Regions from separate parts of the Ctenopharyngodon idella genome. Here region 1 is linked to region 2. A link is a contact called in public Hi-C data. All regions are on one chromosome and are shown on one strand. The core of a region is the stretch at or near the end of the contact, and the rest is flanking DNA. Distances in the headings are between cores, read along the strand shown. Region 1 holds the start of gramd2aa (GRAM domain containing 2Aa). Region 2 holds the start of trip4 (thyroid hormone receptor interactor 4).

Evidence for each region. A called contact is a pair of places that touch in the nucleus more often than the background predicts.
Region 1: a contact with region 2 is called in a Hi-C map of muscle, with 3 times the contacts expected there. The contact joins the promoter of gramd2aa here to the promoter of trip4 in region 2. A contact is called at or near these places in 2 of 2 Hi-C or Micro-C datasets (both in muscle).

The regions. Positions count from the first base shown.
Region 1 is chr7:44,045,878-44,049,730 of HZGC01, forward strand. gramd2aa (GRAM domain containing 2Aa) reads left to right here and starts at 1,969. Exons shown (of 11, transcript XM_051900858.1): 1 at 1,969-2,209. The coding sequence starts at 2,166.
Region 2 is chr7:43,910,171-43,914,025 of HZGC01, forward strand. trip4 (thyroid hormone receptor interactor 4) reads left to right here and starts at 1,278. Exons shown (of 13, transcript XM_051900852.1): 1 at 1,278-1,456; 2 at 1,975-2,150; 3 at 3,746-3,855. The coding sequence starts at 1,377.

The DNA of each region.
Region 1 (3,853 bases), core at 719-3,218, 140 kb after region 2:
TTATGGGAAGCGCTCTAGCCAGACGGGATTTAAACTTGGTCAGCTGAAGACCCAAGTTTGATTTGAAGACGAAAAATGTACCAAGCACAATGTTCTCTCACCATTCCTGATTCCTAACACGCACTCACAGCGTTCGGCGTGGTCTTTCGGCTCTCAGAGTAGAAAGGAAAGCTGATGCTCCCCTTGTGTTTTCTGTCATCTCCCCGGGCGAGTTCATATGTAAATTGCTTGAGCTTATTTCGTCCATTCAATTGAAAGATCTGAAAAAGCCAATTCATCGACAGACCCTCCCCTTGAAGAAATCAGGACTGAAGTGGTTAAAATAGACGGATTAAAACACCAGGTGTAAACGGGAATGTGTCTCCCTCATCTACTTGTGATCCGATCAACTAAAAAGCATGCAAATATCAGGTGTAAACCGGACCATACTGACCATTGTAAGGTCCAGTCACTACTAAAGGACACTCATTCGCACTGTGTCAGTGATTCTTCATCAAATTAATTAATTTATCCCATTCCTACACGTTTGACCAAAACATCTTCATGATTTCCCCCAACCGTTACTGATTTCTGGAATTCTGCATTTTATAGAGATTATGCAATTTATATCCAATGAAACGCTAGAAAATGTTATATGCACTGTAGAATTGTGAGTCACTTACTTTTTAAGAATTATTTCCCAATGGTATGTCAGTCATTTTTTTTTTTTAAATCTGTGATATTTCCGCATTTTCTATGACTGTGGGAACGCTGTGTTTAGTGTTTATATGACTGACAGGCTCAATAAATTGCTGTAAATATTTCAAATGCTTCACCTTTAAAATCTTGGATGCATGAAATTCCAAGTCCCTAGCATTTTAATTCACTTTCCATATTATTGCTCTAATGCTGTTAGACAGTCATATGATAACAATGAAATGTCTGAAAGGGTAATTGTTTGTAATCATTTGCACAGTAAGAGCCGTAAGCCCTTTCGGCTTGTGTAAAGTGCTTTGTCTATGACAAAAGGAGCTTTTTATGTGCAACGTGATGCAGCAGTGGAGATTATGCAGCGGGATGATTTTGTGGATTGTAAATGTAAAATCTGATTATCACTGAATCTGATGGGAGGGGGATGGGAGGGAGGCAGGGAGATGCTGAGGCAATGACTTTTCCTCTGATGTCCTGCAAGGGCATGGAAGTACACTTTTCCTCTTGCTGCTTAGCAAGTCTGCATCAGATATCTGGGATTTCATGGGATGCACTATATACGCAGCCAGTTCTGAGGCTCCTTCAGCGGAGGGGCCTGAGGCACAGAGACGCCCCCATGGTCACGGCACCAGGACCTGTCGCACCAGAGACCGGTGAGGCTCAGATGAATAATAGTGTGTGGACTGACTGTTGACATGTCTTTTATTAATGCTGATCTTTAAGCTGTTAAAAACTCAACTGATCTGTGTAGTAGGAAATTTATCGCCAAAATGTGAATGTCCCCATTCATTTCAGGCTGTTGGTGTGTGCTTTATTCCTACTTTGTGCATTTTCATTTTGTATTTGATACATATGCTTTCTTGTGTACATCTGTTTGTAACTTAATTTACACAAATTTAGGCTTATTATTTATTATCTTGTTTTTAAATCTCAAATTAAAATCAAAGTAGAAATATAATATTACCAACAACTGTTGTAAAGTACTAGCTAAATGAAATGCTTCTGTCATGAAGTAGTATATTAATAATATAGGATGATGATAATACTATTTTGAAATGTTTTCTTTATGTTAGCAGGCTAAGTGAAACATTTAAAAGAAAACCTCCATACAGATCCATTTTTATAGACGTCTACGGACATTTACTTTGTCAGCCATTGTCAGAAGTGTCTGGACTAGAAAAATAATTGATTTAACGAGCAAATGGGTATTTATTCCGATTCTGCAGCGTGTCAGTCAGTCTGTGTAATGTGTGTGTGCTGATACAGAGGAGTAAATCCAGCGAGAGTTCCCGGAGCTTCCTAATAACACCGAGTCGCTAATGCTGCTGACGCTACAGCTCTCATAAGACATCACACTACATAACGCTCACAATCACACTTGTTATGACCCTTTACATTAATAAACACGCTCTTTATGAGCACGGACTATTATAACGCCGGTAATGATGCCGTTGTCTTTACACTGACACGTCTCTATGGGATATGTCGAGCGAGGTTTTGGATATTTCCTCACCGCCAGGTACGTGTCAACTCACTATATTTGGCGAACGTAGTGAGGTCTACTGTTTGTAATTCACATATCTAATTCGCGTACAGGTTTTGATTGATGTTCGCTCGGAGAATATGGTAAAGATAGCCAGTTGATTTGATCGGTGTGATTTACATTGTTTAATGCTAAATTTACACTGCCTAACTCATTACAAATGAGTAAATTCGTATCCCATTTCAAAGACTGAGCAGCGGGAAACCGTTGTAAAACCCAGCTAACGGGGAACGTTCTCAGAACTTTGGCTAATGTTCTAGCAAGGCTTTCTCAAACTTTTTTCTAGTAACATTGATATAACGTTCAGTGAATGTTATCTGGTCCTTGATAATGTTAGCACAAAAACATACATCGTTGATGGAACGGGTTTTCTTTCATTTTGGATGTTAAAGTTCTGTCAATGTTCTCTCAGTTATGAACAAACGGTCACACTTAAGATTAATTCTCACTATTAACTACGACTTTTGCCTCAATATACTCCTAATTACTGCTTATTAATTTTTATGTAGGTAGTTATGTTGCGTATTGGTAGGATTAAGGGATGTAGAATATGGTCATGCAGAATAAGGCATTAATATGTGCTTTATAAGTACTAATAAACAGCCAATATCCTAGTAATATGCATGCTAGTAAGCAACTAGTTAATAGCGAGAATTGGACCCTAAACTAAAGTGTTACCGAACAAACATTTGTCAAGTAACTTGTAGGCCTAATGCAACATTTGTTCAAAGTTATCTGGTCCTTAATAATGTTAGCACAAAAAAAATGTTTAAACATACATACTAAGTTTTTCTGAAACGTTTTAGTTGGATGTTTGTCTGTTTATTTAATGTTACTTGTTTCAGAACATTCCAAAGGAATGTTCCCATAATGTTTACAAAATTATAAAATGGAATGTTCCCTTAACATTTGTATAACCAAGAAAAAACATTTTTAAATAATTTCAACATGCAGAAATGACGTTTTCATAACCTAATGTGAACGTTAGCAAAACGTTCTTAGAATATATTTTTGTTAGCTGGAAATACAGTAAAAATACTGCTACTGTACGCTGCACAACAATTAAGTTCTATATTAATGTGCCAAAGTTGCTACATTGGCAGCCGCAAACTGTCAAGCGAGCGATTTACTTGGCAGATAATTATTAGTTTTTATTCAGAATCTTATGTATTTGAAATTTGTATGTTTTATAATAATGATGATGCATTTTATTTATTGGTGCCTTACATGACAGCAAATTACACCTTACAAGCAGATAAAACAAAATGACAAAAGCCAGCAATTTGGCCTAAAAAAATTACAACCAATAAAAGATACATATACACAGTCACTGTAAAGCCTGCCAATAGGCGAGATTTAAAAATGGGAAGATTATCACTATTGCTGATGTCCTGTGAAAGGAAGTTTGAAAGATTAGGGGCAGCATAGCTAAAAGCTCTAGATCCCATAGAAGCCATACACATATGAGGAAGAACTAGAGAACATGTAGATGATGATCTAAGTGTTTGAGAGGGAGTATATATGGAGAGATGATCAGACAAATAAGAAGGAGTGAGATTATGCAATGCCTTGTAAACAAGAAGCAATATTTTGAATTCAATGTTGCTTAACAGGAAGCCA
Region 2 (3,855 bases), core at 28-2,527:
AGGAGTGTACCTAGATCAGCCAGCTGGATCTTTGTCATTTTACTGTGTTTTCTCTGAAACAGGCAAATTGATCCACATTTACACCTTCCACTGAGTATTCACTATGCAGGATTTGGTGTTGGGGTTGACAGTGGCTCTTCAGTGTGTTTAAAATATGCTTAAATTATTTATTTATTATGTTAGTGTGATATAGTAATCTGTGCACCATGCACAAAGAAATGTATTAAAAAACACATTTTTATGAAAAATGTGAATTTCTGAGCCCAAGTGTTTTCTCCCAGTGCATAACTTACATTTGACTGTTATATTCTTATTTGTAAATAAGTGTATATAAATATTAATAATAACTTCACACTTGTATTTCCATTTTGCATCCTAAAACCAAACAAACAAATTAACAAACAATGTTAACTATCTAGTTGGAGGTCACATTTAGTTATTATAATATCATTGAAATACTACTGTTAGTAGTGTCTTAAATTTAAAGAGAAATGAAATGTCATAGTAACATTTTTTTCCCTTCATTATCATTTTGTATATAAACTATAAGAACATGAAATAGACACTGTTTGTTCTTGATCATGTGTTGCACTTTGGACCTAGGTAAAAACATTTTCATACATGTACAACCCACTTTAATGTTGTCTAAAGGTCTATATCTATATCTAGCATCAAATATCAAATGATCCTTGGTTAACTTAGCTGTTCTGACTTAGATTTAACATTTTAAAATCTTGTGGTGTTCTTCTTATTTCTCTTTTTTGCAAGTTTATGATAAAAATCATTCATTGCACATACCAAAGCCATGTTGCCAATCTTCTACATTGTATTTTTTTCCTAAAAAAAGAAATTATATTTTAGCCACATGTAATAAAATGTTGCCATATTTTTAAGAAACCATGAATGTAGCTCATATAGGCCTATTGAAAATGAAAGCTTCAAGTGCCAAAATGTAATATATGTAGTATTTACAGGTATATTTACAACATGGATTCTTAGCTGACATTTAAATAGGCCTTACAAATTCTATAATCATAAACAATTGTGATTGGTTCATCCTGTCCAGCGTTGAGAAAAGTAACAACTCTCATATGATACGATGTTCATGAAACTTAAGCAGCGTTCGAGACAAAAATATACATTTGATTAAAGGCACTGATAAACTTTAATATTCTTTAACTTGAAAATATACATTAAAGGGTTACATTAATATAATTATTATTTTGACCCATCATACCGGACCAGCAAGAGTGATGATCTTTTCTATGGAGACTTTTATTTTAAAACACGTCTCCCGGAAGCCATTTTCAGCTCTGTGAAGCAAATGATGACAGCTTTTCACTGACTGCAGTGTCTCACAGTTTACTAACTTCATCATGACTGATTCTTTGCTTCGTTGGACTGTTGATAAGTTAAAGCATAGTTTTGGATTAGAGGCAAGCGATGACATTGTACAGTAAGTACATTTTAGTTGATTTTTATGCCTCTGGAGGATGAGTTGTGCGCAAGCCTATCTAATGACAATTGTGGAAATGCTGTAAAATATAAATGACAGAACTGACAATTCATAAAGTGGACTTAATGTGTACAAATGTGTCTATCTGAAAGTCCTTTCATGTATAACGAATGGTCATCGTACTTCCAATAATAATATGAATGGCACGAAAATAATACATGTAAACACCACCTTGGTACATGAGTATGAGTACTATGAGACATTTAGTCCCATAGTACTACATACCTGTTTAAAATAACCATATGGAAAACATTAATGTAATGTTTTATGTGAAATGTGTAAGAAATGTATGTGATAATTAATAAAAACAAATGAGACAGTAGATTCTTTGGAGTTTGTGATGGGGATATTTGGGCATCTAGTATCCAAACAGAAATGTTATTTTGAATGGGTCTTTGTGGGGAAAAAAACTGAGCACTATGTAAGTCAATAAAATGTTTGTTTTGTTTTTTTCCCAGGTACATCCTTTCCATTGACAATGTTGATGAAATTGTGGAGTATGTTGGAGATCTCTTGCAGGGAACAGAGGGAAACAAGGAGGAGTTTGTGGATGAGCTGGTGCAGAGATGGCAGAGGTGTCGGACGCAGGCAGCTGATGGTCTGGGAGACGGCCTCAGGAAAGAGGCAATCATGGGTAAATATGGACACATGATGTTTTCATTGTGAATACAGAATTAAGAATTTTGGATTTAACTGAAGAATTAAGGATAGAATAGGAGTTACAATTTCCATATTGGCAATGATTAATATTCTTGTAAATAATCTGTATCTGTGTCTGTATTTACATGTTTTCAAACAGCCATTCAGATTTTTTTATTCACTGTAATGTTTATCAAACAACACCAAATACAAGAGTACAGAGAAAGAGAGCCGTTTATGGATTCTTCCTCTGCTATTCACTGTCGCTTAGCAAAACAGTTTGTTCAGGAGCATCATCGTCATAGATTTATTTAACATCTATGTCTCCGGGCACATGACCAGAAGTGTGAATCTAATTGGTTGTCCAGTTTTATTTGCAGTGCGATGGAAAAGATATTCGAACACCTCTCTGTAAACACTGACAACTGACGAATTGTGAATGTTTGTGTTTGTCTGAGAAGACAGAATTCATTCAAATTAAAATTTTTATTGCACCGAACATTTGTCTTGGTGTGAACGGGCATTAATCCCTGCCCATGCAAGCTACCATTTAATTTGTCTGCATTTTTGCATGTAACACCAACATCTCAAAATCCAATTAACCCTATGCACGGTTACGTCCTGGTTTTCGATAAGCCAGCTCGGGCATTTCCGGTGAGCTGTCATTCTGTACTCGCTGTAAATTGACGCAAAACCATTAATGGTTGACTTTTTAATGTTGTATTTATATTTTAATGCAGTTATCACACTTGCCTAATTTGTCAGTTTTACTGATTGCAATAAAGTCTAAGCTAATGGGAACGTTTGAATAAGAAGCACTGTGTCTGTAATTAGACACGCACATGCAACATTTTTCCAGCACTTCAAATGTTATTTTTAATGTGATGACCAAAAACATTATTTGTTCATCCTCCTGAGATTGTCTTCATTTGTAAAACCGAACGTTTTAAGATGTAGAAAATCCAATATTTGATAGAAAACTATTTTTATTAAAACTATATTTTATTACCACTATAACCAGCAGATGGCAGCAGAGTAGCATTTAATGGCTCATAGCCATTTTCTTGTAATAGTTTTTCACTCAGTTTAACTTCTGAATACATATTAAACATTATAAAATCACTAGGTTTAAAAATACTTTTAATTTTTAAAAATTGTCAAGGTGAAGTGTGAAGTATGAAGTACTCACAAAATCTCTTGAAAAACAATAACTTTTCTTGTGAATGAATTACACAGAAAGGGAGCACCGCGCTTCTCCCTCCCTTCATAATCACAGAAGCTGTCAGTCAGTGCAGCGCAAGATCAATGATTTTTTGCACTCTTGTGAAATCTCACATTTTATTCAATTAATAAATTAGTGACATTTCACAGGAAGTTTTCCAGCTGGCTTATATTATTGTGGAAGTTCTTAAGAACGTTCTGTGCATATAGTCAGTTAACAACTGATGAACTTACAGTTTTATTGCAGCTTTAAAAAGTACTGAATTATAGTGCTTGATCTCTGCATTCCTACCAATAATATTGTAATTTCTATGAAAATATATCTATTGAGTGTCAATAAAGGAATATTGTATGAAATCTCTACCACAGAGGATCTAGACACAACTCCCAAAGACACCCAGAAGAAGTCCAAACGAAAGGGAAGAAACAAGCAAGAGATTGCTGCTGTCTGTCAGGCAGAGCCAGAGCCTGTGAAAACT